4 separate regions of the Mus musculus genome follow, and all the other regions are linked to region 1. The links are chromatin contacts, called in public Micro-C and promoter capture Hi-C maps. All regions are on one chromosome and are shown on one strand. The core of a region is the stretch at or near the end of the contact, and the rest is flanking DNA. Distances in the headings are between cores, read along the strand shown.

Region 1 (4,259 bases), core at 394-2,893:
ATCCCACAGTACTTCCTGCACTGCCTGGCAAGGTGGTAAATACCAATAATCCCATCATTTGGGAGGTGTCGGCAGGAGGATCAGTAGCTCACCGTCACTCTTGGCTATGAGTTCCAGGTTAGCTTGAATGGCATAAGACCTGTTTCTAAAGACAAAACAAACAAAATCCCCAAGCCAAGCCAAGCCAACCCTTTCTACAATGATGAAAATGTCTTATCACAGCCAATAATGCAGCCAGCACTTGAAGTTTGGCTAAGACACAAGAGGAAACTGAACTACTAAAATTTAATTTACAATGCCACATATGGTTACTTATTGGCCATTGTAGTAACTATGAAGACTGGTTGGCCTATAAATTGTACGTTTCCTTGGATTTAAGTTTCAATATTTCATTATCATTGCTAAAATAAAAAAAAAAAGCAAAGTACTTTTTGCCTGGCCAAGTCCTGTCCTCAGTGAGAAAGAGGCTTCTAATTAAGGAGCAATAATGACCAATTTTTAACCTAAAAATAAGCCAGATTGTGAAACTTGACTATGGGATTGCAAGTCCCCATCACTGCAAAAATAAAACAAAATAAAAAACATATGAGGAGGGGATGAGGAAAATGGCTCAGTGAAACACAAGCATGGGGTTCTGTTTGAGTCCCTGCATTCAAATAGAACCTGGGTACAACCTCAGCGTTTGTAACTTCAGTGCTATGGGGGAAAGGGGACAGGCAGAGGGACAGGTGAGAGAATTTGCTGGCCTTCCAGTCTAGCAGGCATGTCAGCTTCAAGTTTAATGGGACCCTGTCTATTAAATTTAAGGTAGGAGCACTAGAGGATGGCCTCGACCTCTGGCCTCCATATGTGCTCGTATGGGCCAGCTCACCAGCACACACAAATACAAACACTTCATGCATGCACACACACCTACTCCACACCACACATACATGACACGCGCACACACACTCACACACGGTAGGGAGGCAGGTGCGGTGTCACTGTGTGTCACTATTCCACAGTGGAATAGATGCGTCCAAGTAGGCAGGTGACAATATAAGGGGAAATCGGTTAGAAGTCAATTCCCTTTCTCAAGGAAGCCTGGGCTAGCGTCCCAGAAGACAGTGAGTGACTGCTGTCTCATGTATATAGAAAGGGAGACACCGCTTCTCAGAAACGGGGTTCTCCCAGGAGCTGAACTGGAGTAGGATGGCCACGGAGGTACTTAGGCTGCTAGATACAAGCTGTATGCAACAAACATGAAGTTGACAGGGGTTTCAAAGTTTGGGGGTTGGTGAATGGGAGAGGGTAACCTGAGAAACAGGGTAGAATGGTTAATTTCTTATGGAGACAAAGTGGGTGGAGGACCCCAGTGATAACGGAGAGAGCGTTCATGAGATAGGGGCTCTCTCTGATGAGAGGGACACAGACTCAGTGGCAGCCACCAAGAATCAGGACACCTGCCTGGTCCCAAGGTCGCAGCTGCTTCCGAGGTCCCAGCGGCTGGTTTGAGAAGCTACAGGTCAGGGTTGGGCGTCCAGAGCATCTGCCCCACGCGAGGCGGACGGCGGTCAGCAGTGAATCCGGAGCTGAGACCCGAGATCCGCGCGTGCGCAGAGCGCGGCTGCGGCCCTCGAGGCCGCCGGGAAGTTGTGAGCGCGGAGGCGCGCACGCGGGGCCCCAGCCGCGCGCAGCCGCGGTCTCCCTAGTTGTGTCCCTCAGCCGCGGTCGCCGTAGCTCTCGACGCGGTCGTCCCCGCCGAGCCGCGGGCGCCGCCGCAGGGAGGGAGCGGCGCTGCGGCCGCCGCCGTCCGAGGACGCCCCGTATTCCGGGGCCCGGCACGGTGGCTGCCCGCTCGCCGAGCGCAGCCCGCCTAGGAGGAAGGCGGCGGCTTGCGTCCAGCGGGCCGCCGGAGCCGGGAGGAGACCATGTCCGTGAGGCGCCCTCAGTTCTCCACGACCGAGCGCGTCATCAAAGGTGCCGAGCGCGCCGCGGGGAACGGCCCTCGCCGGGCGACGGCTCGGGGACTCGAGGAGCGGGGATGGAGGCAGCGGCGGGAGGCGCTGCAGGGCGCGGGGAGGACCGGGCTGCTGTCCGCCGGCGTCCCCGGTGACTGCTGGACGGGTACCTAGCGGGAGGTGGATAGAGCGACCGCGCCCGCCATCCACTCCCGAAGCATCCAGGCGGTTTCTCCTGATTCCCCACTTTTTGGTCTTTCATCTGGGGACACCGTCTGGGTTGTGTGAGCAGGGAGTTCTCTTGACTCACCCAAGTCATGCCTTTCCTTAGGCTCAGCTCTTTTTTGACAGCTCCTTACCAAACCCTTTAAAAAATTATTTTTGAGGGGTGTGGTGGGTATACTGTGCACGTTTGGCTCACTTTCTCTACATATCCCAAGTCATTGCTTTTATTAAAAGAAACAAGATGATAGTGACACAGTCTTCTTAAAAGGGCTTACAAGTTTTGGCTATAAGGACTTGGTGAATAATAATCTCCCAGATGTCTCTCATTATATCTGATATTCAGTTATTCTAAGGAAACACGAAAGTGTTTCTAAATCTTCTGAGTTTATGATATAGTTTCTGCCCTTTACCCAAAAGGACCTGTCTAACATAACCACTGATTCACATGCTTCTATTGTCCGACTTCTAAGACCCCTCCATAATAATAGTTGGTTTGAAAGCACTGTTTTCTAAGAAGGTGCTATGCTTAGACCAGTTATTTCTGAGTGAGGTGGTTTTCACCATAGTGGGAAAAAACTAAAAATTATTTCCCCGTTTCATTTTGATATTAGGAGACAGGAAACTAAGATTAGTAATGATAATTTTTTTTTTAAATAAGGGGGAGCCTATTGAGTGCTCAGAGAGAGAAGGATAGTATTGGTGTCATAAATGTTAGTTATCTGCCTTGGCAGACAGTACTTTTGAGACTTATTTCCTCAGAATTTGGAATCATTAGGGATTGAAGTCAATTGTTCATAGAATGGACTTAGTCCTTTAACAGCTAGAGTGCCATGACGGTCTTCGTGGAAGGCTTTATAGCATTTAAGCCATGAGGAAGATCTGAGCCTCTTAATACACAGGAATCACTTCTACAACCTTCCCTGGTGAAGCAAGGTCATGGTGGACATTAACTTCTGAACTGTCCCGGGTAGCACGGGCCCATGCAAACCAACTGCGCAAGGGCAAGGGTGTTGGCGGGTTCCTCCCACGTTAAAATGATTTCTCGCCACTCTACCATTGTAGTGTTTCGTCCTTCTTTTTCTTCCCATATTTTTCTCTTATCAAAATATGCCTATTTCTCAGCTGAAGTAGACAGGGGAACCACTTAAACCTGAATCCCCGAGTCAAGCCAGGATAAATGAGGTCTGCGCGAGGCTTAAGCGGCGCTCTCCTCAGACCGGCAAGAATCTCAGAGTCTAATCTCCTTTTGTACCAGCTTATTTTCACCAGATTGCATCAAGGACATTGTAAAATGACCGTGTCTTACACTTAAAACGGAAGTGAAATGAAAGGCACTTGAAGTACAGGTGTGTTTACAGCTGAGCGGAAAACCATCTATAGAGTCTGTATGATTGGATACCAACTTGTTCTTTAACAGAATTACATATTAACACATGCTGTGTAGGAAAGGACCGAGTGTCGCTCTGTGTGTGAGTGACTGAGCAGAGTTTTATTCTGTGTCCAGCCAGGCAAATTCGTGGTTATTTCCCACTGCAGACTCTGCAGTGGTACACACCCATTTTAAGGCTTGGAGGGCGGGGAGGGGGAGGGGCGCTCTCTCTATAGTCCTGGATACCCTGGAGCTTCAAAGATCAGGCTGAACCCACAGAGCTCCTGCTACCTCTCCCTCCTGAGAGCTGGAATTAAAGGTGCATGCCACCACAGCTCACCTTTTTGTCTTTTTAAATAAGATTTATTTTATGTATTTGAGTATCGTGCCTGCATGTACATATGTGCACCATGTACATGCCTGTAGCTCTCAGAGGCCAAAAGAGGAGTTTGGATCCTCAGGAACTGGAGTTCCAGGCTGTTGTAAGCTGTCACGTGGGTGCTGGCAACAGGGCCTGAGTCCTCTACAACAGAAGCAAGTGCTGCTCGCCAGCCCCAAGCCTAAATCACATTCATAAAAGGATTCCAGATACTTGCAATGTGTGAAGTCATCTCACATATAAAAACTTTAGCATAAGCACTTGACTTCAGCAGTGTTGGATTCTGTGTAACATTTTTCTTGGGTTTCTCAGAGTTTGAAATAGTTTTAAGTCTCTTACCAAAGTG
Region 2 (3,853 bases), core at 841-3,340, 210 kb after region 1:
GGGTTGACCCGGATGGGGTCCATGCCCTGGAAGGGCTTATGTTCCGGAATGGAGCCCATGTCGTTGGGATGGTGGTACAGGTTGTAGTCAGGAATCATGGGGAAAAGATTGCTGTCCAAGGCCGGCTTGGCCGATTGGTAATCCTGGGGGGAATAGGCGAGCCCAGGGTTTCCCTGGGGGTCGTGGAAAGACACGGGCTCCGAGTAGAGATCGCCGCAGTTGGAATAAGGAGGCAGCGCCGGATACATGGCCTCCACGTCTCCCTGAGGAGGCTGCACCATGCTAGCCGTGGACGTCTGCGTACTGAGCGCCCCTGAGGCCGGGGGCACCCCCAAGATGCCGGCACTCATGAGGCTAATGATGTTGTCCTGGCACCAGTTGGAAGGAGAGTCGAAAGCGAACTTTCCCAAGTAGGTCACGGTCTTGTTGCCGGGGGCTGGCTGGAAAGAGCTCGAATAAGAGAGTTCCGGATTGGGCTTCTCGTTGGTCAGACCGATGTCCATCACATTCTCTGCGGAGAGCGGGGGAGAGAGGGGAGGGGTGAGTGAAGCCGAGCCGGCTCCCGGCCGCGGCGCCCAGGTCCTTGCCCAGGAGTAGAGGGTGCGGCCGGCTGGAGTGCGCAGCGCGTGGGGTAAGAGGAACGCCGAGCCCGGCGCAAAGCGGGCGGTGCCGCGCTCCCCGGCGCAACCTGGATACAGCAAAATACTACGGATCGGGGTGTGGAGTGGCTCCGGCACACACACCGCACACGCCGCGCACACACTCACGTACCACACACAGACACGCACGCGCGCAAGAGAGCATTGTTGTTCTTCCCGAGGTGGGGCGGACAGGTAGCTGCAGCTACAGGTAGTTTCAGACCCGGAGCGCGCCCGGCTCTCGCTCTCCAGCACACACAACTCGGCCTCTTCCCCCGGCCCTGTCTACTCCAAGACGCCGCGCCTTCATGCCCCAAGCGAGGTCCCCCTACGCGCGCTGAGCCCGGGTGGCCGACCCAAAGAGCTTCGACGCTTTTGTCCTCGGAGCGCAGAAGGGTGCCGCCCGTAAAGGGAGCCTCTCCCGGCCCCAGTCTCCTCCCGGCCTGAAGGAGCTTTCTGCTCGGGCTGGAGGGGAAAAGCCTAAACCCAGCTAAGGAGAGTGGAGAGCGGCGGAAAACCAGCCCATGTCTCCACGGCGGGAGCGGCCGCCGTTCCCAAGCTCCCGGGTCCCAGGATCGCCCCCGGTGGCAAACCCTTTCCCCCGCCCCGTGGGTGAGCCCCCTCCCTCTCCCCACCGTCCCCACACCCCCAATGGCTTTGCTGAACGCCCCGGAAAGGCAGCGTCGCAGTACCTCTCCCACCGTGGGGACTCCACGCCGCACATGGCTCCATCCCGGGTGGGAGGCTGAGGGAGTAAGGAGGGGGGAGAGCGCGGGTGAAAAAGACGCTGGGCTCCTCCCGAGAAAGGGGGCTACAGCACCACGCCTTGCACGCAGCCCAGCGATCGGGCCCCCTGCGTGGGGAGGGAGAACCCCAGAGCTGCTCGCACCTACCTCCCTCCAGTCGGCGGCTGCCCCCACCCGGGAGAACCGAAGCCTCAACCGTGGCGTCTCCAACCAAGCCTTCCCGATCTCGGAGGGCGGGAGGAGTGGGTGGGAAAAGCAACTCGCCCCCCAGAAAATTCCCAGCGCGCCCCCCATCTTTCCATCCGTCTCTCCATCCATCCATTTCTGCATCCATCGATATGTGCATCCATCGCTAGCTCGCTCCCTCCTCCTCGTCCTCCCCCTTTCCTTCCTCGCTGCCTCGCCGCCTCACCGCCACCCTTACCTGTAGCCATCTGATTGTAATGGGCTACCGAGTCGCTGCTGCCGGAGAAGAGGTTGAGCGCGCTGGGGATCTCCTCGGGGTACAGATTGTCAGGCAATTGATTTAGCAAACTGCTCATGGTCACCGGCAGCTTCTCGGCGAGTTTGCCGGTCATAGCACTCCCGAGCTACCGCCGCCACCGCCGCCGCCGCCACCGCCGCCGCCGCCTGTTCCTAACGCAGCTTCCAGGCGAGCGGCATCCGAGAGGCGATCCGTGGTGCAGGGGAAAAGCATGCGAGAGGGAAAGTTCGGAGGGAGGGGGGAGTGAAAAGGGGAAGGGGTGGGTCAGGGGAGGGGATCTATTCTTTTTTGGAGGGGTGGATGGGAGAGGGGCAAAGAGGGTAATCCTCTCGGGTGCCTCGGCTGGTGCGGTGCGACGCTGGGTCGTGGGGGTGGGGTGGGGCGTGTGCGAGGAGTGGGATGGGGGCTGGGCTGGGGGGGTGATCTAGGCTCCAGGGGGTCAGACGCGGCTTCAGTATTGATCTCACAGACACGAGCCCGCCGACCCCCCCCGCCCCCCGATCTGCCACAGCCGCCGCCGCCGCTGCCGCCGCCACCTCCTCTGCTGCTGCTGCCGCCGCCGCTGCTATCACCACCAACCAGCCCCGCCGCTTCCTAGCTAGCTCACTGCTGCCCAAAAGCTCCCAGCCAGGGAACTCCACCAGTCTATTTATCTGAGCCCCGGGAAAGCTCCGTGACGTAGCTGCCCATATATGGACAGACAAAGCCCAGCCGAAGGGGCGCGACGTCACAATGGAAGCTCCTCACAATGGAACATTAGAAAGCAGGAAGCGGGCCGCAGCCAACGTGCAGCGCCCGCACCGCTCTCCGTTCTTTAAAAAAAAAAAAAAAAAAAAAAAAAAAGTCAATTAGATTAGAAAGAAGGAAAGCGAGAAGAGAAAAAAGAAAGAGGGACGAAGCCGAATGCAAAGCGCGCGATGCGCAGTGCACAGTTGAAAAACCCTGTAACTAAACATGTAGGTTTTTATTTGAGGACAGCATTAGAGACAGAATTTAGTCGTTGGAGGAGTGGAGTTGTTTGCAATTGGTCTCCAGCACTCCCAGCATTTAGAAAGAGTTCAGTACACCAGGACACAGGTTCCTTAGCAGTCTAGGAATGGGAGAGGTGACCGCTTCAAGCCAGGCTCCCCCACACAACTTCTGTCTTTCCTTCTTATCCTTGACTGGATTCAGATGGAGAGATGAAGTATTTTCCTTTGGGGAAGGGGTTCTAATGTCCTAAGGCTTCTTATTCTTGGACACTTAGAACTTTCGTGCGGACATCATTCTGATTCACCGCCCGCAGCCCCGGCCCCTCCCTTGGGGTTCCTGACCCCGCGCTGACTCTCAGTTGAGCGCAGTGGCCCGGGAATGTGTAGCGGATTAGCTAGTTGCGCAGTGGGCAAGAACTTTTAGGGGCGAGGGTATGAGGGTTTTGTTGTTGTTGTTGTTGTTGTGGAGATTAGGAAAGAGTGAAGTTTAGGGGATAGAAAACACGTGCACCAAATAATTCCCAGATAAATTCCCTAACGGTTCTAAAGCAAACCCCTTTGGCCACAGGATGGCAGGAGGGCCCAGCAGGCCGGGGCACAGTCGCTATCTACTGCAGCCGGCGAAGGGCTTGCGGCTGAGTTACTGCGGGAAGATGTGAAACCCACAGATTCTAAGCCACCAAGGCGGTCTCCTCCAGTCTCTACTCTCTGTCTCCCGCAGGGTTGTCCTCATTGCTGCCTGAGGGTGCCTTGCAGTCAAGGGCGGCCCCCTGTGCCGACCCAGGGTGCTGTCACCTCGACAGCGGATCCCGGGGGTGGGTGATGTGTTCCCCGAGGCCTGCTCCTGAAGCGCGCAGCCTGGCTGAGAGCGAGGGGGAGGAGAGGGAGGGAGCACGGAGGCGCGACCCCGAATCACACCGGGTTGGCGGGGGAGGATTCCCTCCTCAGTGGCCGCGTGGGCGCGGTGAATCCCGCGGCCCCCGCTGGAGAGTCGGGGTTGGGGGAACTTGCATC
Region 3 (4,253 bases), core at 873-3,372, 230 kb before region 1:
ATCTCAGGAAAGCGTTTGAATAGAGGATTCTGAGTAGATATGGGTACCGAAAGGCTGAGGGAAGAAAGAGAAATACCAGGCAGCATTCCAACACCCTTCCCCTAGGTCCTTGAGATGAGCATCGGAGCACCGGAAACTCAGAAACGCCTAGCCCCGAGTGAGCGAGCAGACACCATCGCTACCTTTTCCATCGGCTCCACTGGCATCGTTGTGTATGACTACCAGCGGGTGAGGATGCCGGAGGGACCACCGGGACTTTATTGGAACTAGCCAGTTGTAGCATTTCTAGAGGTCTCTCCCCATTCTGTGCCTGGCTACCTCACCTCAGATGCTCGAACCACTGACGCAAGTGCGCCCCTCCACCCTCTGAAGACAATCTAAAGGAAGTTGGTTGGCTGAGAACTAGGGTTGGGGAGGAAGCAAGGCAAGGGGACCTTGTGAATGACCTCCAGGGTTTTATACCTAGCTCCTGACGGCCTATAAGCCAGCTCCAGGAACCTACTGCTACATCATGAAGATGGCTCCAGAGAGCATCCCTAGTCTTGAGGCTTTCGCTAGAAAACTCCAGAACTTCCAGGTGGGTATGTTAGGGAGGGAGGGAGCAGTCTCCCTCTGAGGGTTGAGTAGAGGGACATGTGAAAGGATGACTAGCGTACCCTGTGTAGTATTGATGTTTCTGGATCAGACATGTTCTCCTCTCTCCATGGACCTGTGTCCTGCCATCCCTACCAGCTCTCAGGTGGCCCTGCTAAGTTGTTGGCCTTGGCTGAGCTTAGACATGACCTATGGGCTTCTACATCCAACCCAGTCCCTCTCTGAATTTGTGAGGAAACTGATCCTCGAGAATTACCAACTTAGTGTCCCACACTAAATAAAGCAGGTGACATTGAAAGTAGGTGTTCTTTCCAGGCCAAGCCCTCCACACCCACCTCTAAGCTGGGCCAGGAGGAAGGGCATGATACTGGTTCCGAGTCCGATTCTTCCGGGAGAGACCTGGCTTTCCTAGGCCTTGCTGTGAGCACCCTGTGTGGAGAGCTACCACTCTACTATATCTAGCATCCACAGGTGAGCAACAGTACCTTTCAGGGTGCCTGGGCAACACTGGCAGGGCTTGGGCTGCCTGCTTTGTCAGGGGACCTACTAGGTATCTCTTAAAGTCAGTGGTCTCGGGAGCTCGGAGGATGGAGGGTTCCCAGACACATCCCACACTGGACCCAAGCGGGTGGCTTCTTCAGTCCCCATAAGCATTAGTTCTTTGCTTCACAGGGTCGGTAGAAACCGCAGCGGGACAGGAAAGACCCTCCGCAAAGGGTCTTTGTCAGACAAGCAGGAAGCTGCTCCTGCCCAGAAACCGGTGGAAGTCTGTAAAGGAAAGGTGTCTCTCCTACGGGCCAGGGGGATCCTATCACAAAAGAATAAAGCAGCCTGATTGGAAAACAAAGAGTGGCGCTTCTTTTCTTTCACATTTTCTCAGCTCGGCTTCTAGCAGAAGCCGTCCTAGGAAGGAGAGGGTTTGGAGAGTTGGGGCGCTTTGCCACGTCCTTTCTAAGAGTGATGGAGGTTTGGTCCTACCCCAGGTAATGGGGAACAGAGCAAAAGGCAGGGACAGAGGACGGGACCTGGGTGCCATACACGGGTGTTAGGCGCCCTCCAGCGGTGTGTCCACAAGGAAGGACAGCGACAGAGACAGGCAGGGAGACAGCTAGACAGAGAGACAGTGAGAAGCGAGAGAGCCGAGATCTAAGACAGACAGACTCTGGAGTCTCTGGGAGAGAACGATCGATCGCTGATCCAGTGTCTAAGAGGAAGGAACGGACCTGACAGCGTGTCCCGTGCCCGGAGGCACTCCGCCTGGTACAGGACAGCGGCCTGTAGGGGGCCCCTCGCGGAGCGGTGCCTCCGGGCATCCCTGGCCCGCGCCCCCTCCCCGGCCCCTGCCCCAGTCCCAGGCAGCGGATTCCCCTCCGGGGCGGGCGGTGCTACTCTCGTCCTCCCCGCCCGGCTGGCGTGCTTCCCGGCCCGGCCGAGCACGGTCCCGGCCCCGAGGGGGGCTGAGCTGGGCGAAAACCCGCCCTCCAGCGAGCTCATTTCCCTAAAAGGGGGGGTGGGGTGGGGAGTGGGAGGGCGGCGAGAAAAGAAAGGGAGCGACCGAGAGGAGGGCGAGGGGACGCCGGAGCCCAGGGCCGGAGAGAGCCGGGCCGAGCGGGGGGCGGGAGACAGGAAACGGGACGGGAAGAGGTGGCCTCGGGGGGAGAGCGCCTCCCCTTCGCCTTCAGCGCTCCCTTCCCCGTCGCCCCGCTCCCGCGTCCGGGCGCGACCGCCACCGCCACCGCCGCCCGCCAGCATGCCCGGCGTGGCCCGCCCGCCGCTGCCGCTGCTGTCGCTGCCGCTGCTACTGCTGCTGCTGCTGCTCCCGCGCGCCGGCCGGCCGCTGGACTTGGCCGACTACACCTACGACCTGGGCGAGGAGGACGCCCCGGAGCTCCTCAACTACAAAGACCCTTGCAAGGCGGGTGAGCGACCCCCGGCTCCCCCAGGGCGCACGGAAGCCGGGCGTGGGCAGGCTGGGATCGAGGCTCCCGGCCGGGCAGGGGTTGGGGTTGGGGTTGTAGTTGGGGTTGGGGGAGGACAGTCCAGTGTGGGAAGCTGGGAGCTGCTTGGTTGGCAATGCAGTGGGGGAACAAAAGACCGAGGGAGAAAGGGAGGGGGAAGTTTGGGGGACTTTTAGGACTGAAGTTTTGCTGCTGTTTGTGGAAACTGCTGCGGCTGCCGTTCGCCTTCACAGAGGAATCCTGGGGAAACCTCCCTCGGTCCCAGCGAATCCCGCTGGCAAGGAGGCTTTTTCTCCACCGGGAAACTTTACTGGCCAAACTGTGTGTGTGTGTGTGTGTGTGTGTGTGTGTGTGTGTGTGTCCGTCCGTCCGTCCGTCCGTGTCCCTTCTCCCCTATCCCTCCTGCTTTGTGGAATACTGGTGTTTGCCTGCTTGTCTGTTTGCCATAGTGCCGCACAGCACATCTGTCTGGTTTGATGCCCAGAAAGAAGGCCTGCAGCTCCAAAGGGATAGATTTTCCCGGCTTCTCAGCCCAGTGGAAGGAGAAAGTTTTTCAGGAGGTTCTATGGAATACTTCTTCATAGGCAATCCTATGAATCTAGCCAGCAGCAGGAGCTCTCTGAACACTCAAGAGACAGCTGTCAAAGTCAGAGAAATTGGCGGCAGGGGTGGGGGCTTGGGGGGCACAGGGGGACTTACCTGTGCCTTTGTGTGCCAGGAGAGCTTTGCCAGAGCTCAGTTAGGTTAGCAAATGAGTCTCACAAAGAGGTCTCAGATATTCTACATCAGCTCTCTCGCCCTACAGACACCTGAGGCTAATTAGTCAAGTCAGGGCTTCTAGTGTGTGTGTGTGTGTGTGTGTGTGTGTGTGTGTGTGTGTGTGTGTGTGTGATCTTTGTTCATGAGGACTCTCCTGCTGTGATTCCCTTGGAGTGACCAGATGACCAGACACACTCAGGCCATTGGCCTAATTGATGTTCCCAAGCAGGCTGTCTGGAATACACTGGGGACAAGTTATCACAACTTTTCCTCGACTTCCCGCTTCTGACTTCAGCCTGTCTGCGAAGAGCTAGAGCCAGGGATTGGGACACAAGAAATGGACACAAAGTTTTGGGACAGGCAGCTACAATCTTGAGCACAGAGGACCTAATCAGGGACTCTCCTTGCTCCATCCACCCTTAGGTAGGATAGGGACCATTTTACAGGACAGGACAAACCAAACCCTTCAGTCTTTCCTCTTCCATGCCTGGTATGCTGTAGGCAAACCAGGACAGTAAAAGTCTCCATCACATCGTGCGTGGTAGGAGGGCAGGAGGAAGAATGAGCAAGGCATGAAATCTGAAGGACTCATTAGCCACCAGGAAGGCTGAGCACAGTCTCTGAACTTAAGTTCCTCATTAGAGAACTAGCTGGTGGGTAAGGGCTAAATCTGAGAACATATATAATTCACTTATTATTAACACACAGCAGACACTATATAAATGTTCATTTCCTGTGCTCTGTGCCTCCAGCTCTTGATCAATGTCTTTGAGAGGGTGTGGATTTGGATTTTAGAAAAAGCTAACATCTCTCTGACCCTGTACGGTGTCTCATATCCATTCAGTGATGTTCGTTTCTTGATATGTCTCAGGGCTGGGTTTGATGTTGTGGGAGGTGCAGAGAGTTGCCAGACAGATCTCGGTCCTTAAAGAGATCACGTTC
Region 4 (4,432 bases), core at 1,705-4,204, 190 kb after region 1:
ATCCAGGGAAAGCTATAATTCTTTGAGACAGCCGAGATTAAAGTCACTGTTCTTCTTTGGTTTTGATACAAGGTCTCACTGTGTATCTCTGATTGGTCTAGAAGTTACTTTGTAGACCAGTTTGGCCTTAATCCCTGGTGCTAGAATTAAAGGTGTGTACCACCATGCCCGGCAATTACCTTTAGTTGTAGTTCATTTTCACAACATACTGCACTGAATACACAGTTATGCAGAAACAGGTGGAGCAGGGGTGAGGACAAAGTGGGGAGCGTGTGATTTGGGGCCAAGAGGTGGACTAGTGCTCTGAGAGGCAAATATCCAATGCTTCCTTCCAAATCGGGCAGACCACTGAGTTGCCTTGCTGGAAGGCTAATGGGTAGGTGGGTGGTGGTAGTGCAGGTACTCACTAAATAAACAGGGGTTATGCAGGCTGCCTGCACAGTGAAAGAAACAAACAAAGACCTCTTACTCTTCCTGCAAAGTCCACAGTGTGCAAAGGGCATCAATATTGGACATTTCTCACTGTGACATTTTGAAAGGACAGCCTAGTCCAGAACAATGGATACCCTTTGGGCACCACGGACCACAGCAGCCTCAGGCCTTATTTAACTAGGCTTGGCCTAGTCCATGTACTTGGTGAACTTGACCTTGGGCATCAGCCTCCCATGATGGCTCTACGTCACTCTGGTCTCTTCCCCTAGTGAAAATTCCAATCTCAGATGAATGGATGGATTCATTCTGGGAGCAGAAAAACCACGCTGCGAGTGAGTCAGAAGGACCCAACTCTCGTTCCCCTGCCAGCCATTGAGCTAGGAACTGAGTGCGATTGTGTGCCCAGGCACGGGCGTTGGTCCCCTCTCTGGGAGAGAGGGTCAGGGTCCACGCAAGAGATGACGTAGAAGCCCTCGAAGCAGGAAGAGAAATGGATCTCTTCCTTCAGGGACAAAGCCATGCTTTTGGTTGTGACCCTCCGTCCAAAGAGGCACTAAGATGTGCTTGTACTGGCCAAGTAGTTCATGACAACCTCAGCCCTGTTAGTGGCTGCCAATTCCAAGTCTCTCCAACCTGATGGGCTTTGTTGGAAAATGGTTTGGAAAAAAAAATGCTAGTTTTCAAGAAAAGGAGGAGGAAGAGGAGGAGAAGGAAGAAGAGGAGGAGGAAGAGGAGGAGGAGCCCATTCAGAGAACCAACACCTCTAGTGGCCTCTGTTCCACTTATTCTATTTTTTTTTTTTAAAATAGAAATGTCAGTCTAAACGGAAAGCACCTATACTTTCTTTTTTATTTTTAAAAATTAGGCAAGAGAGATTCAAAGATTCAAGGTGCATAAACCAAGATGACTTCTAGCATCATGAAGCTGGAGGTACACAGACTGATGCTTAAAAGAAACGACTCTGCTTCAGGAGATTTCCCTTTAGCAAAGGGAACTGAGGAAGTGCCCCTTGACCTGTCACTAGCTAAGCTGTAACAAGATGGGGAAGTTAGCTTTTAGGGGTTCCAGCTTTCTGTGGGCCTCTTGGAGGAAGAGGTTGAGGGGAAATGAGTATCTCCTGCTGAGGCTTATTAGAGCTTCGCGGGTGTGTGTGTGTGTGTGTGTGTGTGTGTGTTCTGTTCCCTGCTTCTCCAGCTGTCTGACATTTGTCCACCAATTAACCTCAGTCTGAGAAGCAGGTGGAGGAAGGGGCAGAAGTGGTTTACACTGTACATTAGAAAGCTATCCTTGACATTGACTGACATTAGCTGCTTGTGGCGAAAGCTTGGTCTCCACTGGTGGTCAAGTGTGAAAGCCTTCTCAGAGGGTGTCTAGCTAATTTCATTCATTCATAGCTGATTATCATGCACTTATTTTGCATAACAGACTGGGCTCTGAGCAAGTCCAGCCCCCTACATTAATGCACCTTGGGATCTAAAGAGGGCTGATTAATCTCATACTTCCTTGGAGGCCAATTTATTCATACAAATGCATTGTAAACAGTTAGGAGTTTGAGTGGGGACCATGGACACACAGGCTCTTGGGCCTAATGGTAAAGACATTGACAGCCTTTAAAGAAGCCCTAGGAAGACAGAAAATTTATGACTTTTCATCTGCACGTAAAAACAAAAACAAAAACCCCAGAGCAACAATTAAGGACCAGCTTTTGGGGAAAGAGGACCTTCCACATTAGGCTAATCACAAACAGGAAGTATCCACCGTGAGCTCCCCCCACCCCCATCTGCAGCTGTGACATTCCAGCTCTATGGCTCCTTGGTTTGACGATCCCCATAAAGTTTAAGCTATGTCTATCTTAGAGAGAGGGCAGTGGGGTCACAGCCCTGGAAAGATTCAAACAGTCCAATCACACATTAAATGTGTGTGTGTGTGTGTGTGTGTGTGTGTGTGTGTGTGGTGCAATTCTGATCCTTCCCATGTGAGAATCAACTTTTACATTTTTAAAAAGAATTTCGTCTTTTGAGGCACTGTTAGGTGATGTTATTCCAGTTGTCTGAAAGCAGCTGGATTTTGGTCACAGAACTGTGCCTAGTCTGCCTCAATGAGCAACACAGCTCCGGAGCAGATAAGCGCGGTGTAGAGATGCCCACGGGAGCGAAGGAGGACACTGACTCCACCTCAATGGATAGCTGAGAGAAGAGGGAAGAGGGACTCCTCACGCCAAGGAGGTGAAAGGAAATGCGATGGGAGAAAGGGCAGGCAACAGGGATCAGACGCGGGTCCAAGGCTAAGGGATCCTCCTCGGGAGTCTGGCCGAGAGATGGAGCCTCCGGGAGAGCACCGAGGAGGCTCCCGGAACCGCTTAGGAGCAGGGCTGTCGGGCCGCCCTGGCTCCAGCCGACGCCACCCGGCCTCACTCACCAGCTCATGGTCCTAAACCCACGCCGACTGCCGGGGTCCTCGGTAGAAAAGTAGGTTCTCGAGGATCACTTCCGGATTCGGCCAGTCTCCAGGAAGTGATGAGGGACACGCCCCCTTATGCCCGGAAGAGGCGGGAGGGAGGCGGGCCCACGCGTTAACACTTTGTTCTCTTGTTGTTTGAGGCGGACTTTCTTTGCGGGACGTGGTTGCGCTCCGGCCCTGCTTTTAAGGCTCTGTGCGTAGAACCCATCACGGGCTGCAGTTTCTGTCTGATATGGGGTTTCTAACTCGGAGACACAAGCGGCGACAGGGGAAGGAGCTAGAGGAGACACAGTAGACGGGAAGCTTGCGCTTTGCTCTACACACTTTCGTATTGAAAATGTTGCATGTCTCACCTACATCACCTGGGTCCCCTCCCCCCTCTTCAAGAAGGTTCGGGGTTCGAATGGAAACAGAGTTAAGTGCTTTTCAGGGTGGACTAGTCTGTGAAGCTATTCAATGAGGGAAGATTCAGAAAGCCCGGTGTGATGACAGACAGGTATCTGCAATCCCCGAATTCTGGAGGTTGAGGCAGGGAGAGGTCATGAGTTCGAGGCTAATGTTGACAACATGGCCCATCTGGGCTTCACAATCAATCCAGTCTTAAGAGAAAACAATACACCAAAGCCTAGCAAACAAAACAACAACAACAGGAGTAGAAGGCCTCGGCAATGTTAGGAAAAATCCTAACAAGTTGCTGGACAGGCTGTTAGGGGCCCCTGGAGCTGTGCATGGGGTTTTAGAAGAATAAGATCTAAGCAAACAGCTTGCATTGGGCCTCAGAATTCAGAGCCCCAGTGTACCACAAACTACCTAGAGTTATACGCTGAACCGAGTTTCTCTGCCCAAGTTCCTGCTTTAGAAGCCAGAAACTCAAGCAGAGAGAACCGTTCCAATCCTCTCTCCTGACCTCTCTAGGACTTCGCTTTCTTCAAATGTACCTGGAGGGTTGTAGGCACAGCCAGGGGAGCAGCTAAGTCCCTATGACCTAGAGCAGAGGTATATACAACGTGTCCCAAATTCCCAGGGCCCAGGGGCTCAGAGGAGGAGGAACAAGGGATGGCTTTTAGTTTTAAAAAGGCTTTCCAATAGGAGGTGGCTCCCTCAAGACATGTCACAGACCATCACCATGCTATTTCTTCAGGAAATAAGTAAGCAGGAGCAAAGGAGTGGTCTTGAAGAGAATAGAAGACCCAGAATCCTTGACAAACAGCTGAGGCAGAGAGCATGGGTTGGGAGAGTCTTGCAGCTTTGTATGGGGTGAGATGAATGGAAACACTGTGTGATTGTGAGTCTCTTGGTGTTCCAGCACTTGTGGATGGCTCTGCCCCATTTCCCCCTGCCCCATACTCAGCCTCCCTCAGACATCGTCTGTGGTGAGCAATATTTTCAAAAGTTCTAGCCTAGGACTGTGTATATCGAGAGAAGTCTGTTTGGGGGCTGTTGGTTGGAGTAGCTGACACATTTTGCAGGACAAGAATGGATGAGATCTGGACCAAGGGAAGAACTCAGGGCTCTAGTCCCATCTTTGGCAGCATGATCA

What was found. Promoter capture Hi-C pulls out the DNA fragments that hold promoters and counts their contacts. A called contact is a pair of places that touch in the nucleus more often than the background predicts. Capture Hi-C pulls out chosen DNA fragments and counts their contacts.
Region 2: a Micro-C map of embryonic stem cells shows a contact between it and region 1, with 6 times the contacts expected there. The contact joins the promoter of Egr3 here to the promoter of Ppp3cc in region 1. A contact is called at or near these places in 7 of 39 promoter capture datasets (cranial neural crest, embryonic stem cells, frontonasal cranial neural crest and 3 more), 21 of 484 Hi-C or Micro-C datasets (B cells, CD4 T cells, CD8 T cells and 7 more), 1 of 115 datasets of contacts at active chromatin or transcription factors (effector CD8 T cells) and 2 of 9 other capture datasets (adipose tissue and liver).
Region 3: a contact with region 1 is called in a promoter capture Hi-C map of embryonic stem cells, with 9 read pairs. The contact joins the promoter of Bmp1 here to the promoter of Ppp3cc in region 1. A contact is called at or near these places in 4 of 39 promoter capture datasets (cranial neural crest and embryonic stem cells), 8 of 484 Hi-C or Micro-C datasets (embryonic stem cells, liver, uterus and 1 more) and 1 of 115 datasets of contacts at active chromatin or transcription factors (memory CD8 T cells).
Region 4: a contact with region 1 is called in a promoter capture Hi-C map of pancreatic islet. The contact joins the promoter of Bin3 here to the promoter of Ppp3cc in region 1. A contact is called at or near these places in 6 of 39 promoter capture datasets (the C10 cell line, cranial neural crest, embryonic stem cells and 3 more), 1 of 484 Hi-C or Micro-C datasets (myocytes), 2 of 115 datasets of contacts at active chromatin or transcription factors (bone marrow-derived macrophages and effector CD8 T cells) and 2 of 9 other capture datasets (adipose tissue and pancreatic islet).

What each region holds. Positions count from the first base shown.
Region 1 is chr14:70,286,881-70,291,139 of GRCm38.p6, reverse strand. It overlaps Ppp3cc (protein phosphatase 3, catalytic subunit, gamma isoform), which reads left to right and starts at 1,643. Exons shown (of 14, transcript NM_008915.3): 1 at 1,643-1,959. The coding sequence starts at 1,911.
Region 2 is chr14:70,075,554-70,079,406 of GRCm38.p6, reverse strand. Egr3 (early growth response 3) reads right to left here and starts at 2,090. Exons shown (of 2, transcript NM_018781.4): 1 at 1,809-2,090; 2 at 1-511. The coding sequence starts at 1,962.
Region 3 is chr14:70,518,129-70,522,381 of GRCm38.p6, reverse strand. Bmp1 (bone morphogenetic protein 1) reads left to right here and starts at 2,122. Exons shown (of 20, transcript NM_009755.3): 1 at 2,122-2,513. The coding sequence starts at 2,345. It overlaps Sftpc (surfactant associated protein C), which reads left to right. Exons shown (of 6, transcript NM_011359.2): 3 at 106-228; 4 at 467-577; 5 at 910-1,065; 6 at 1,267-1,441. The coding sequence ends at 1,056.
Region 4 is chr14:70,098,615-70,103,046 of GRCm38.p6, reverse strand. It overlaps Bin3 (bridging integrator 3), which reads right to left and starts at 2,954. Exons shown (of 9, transcript NM_021328.4): 1 at 2,851-2,954. The coding sequence starts at 2,858.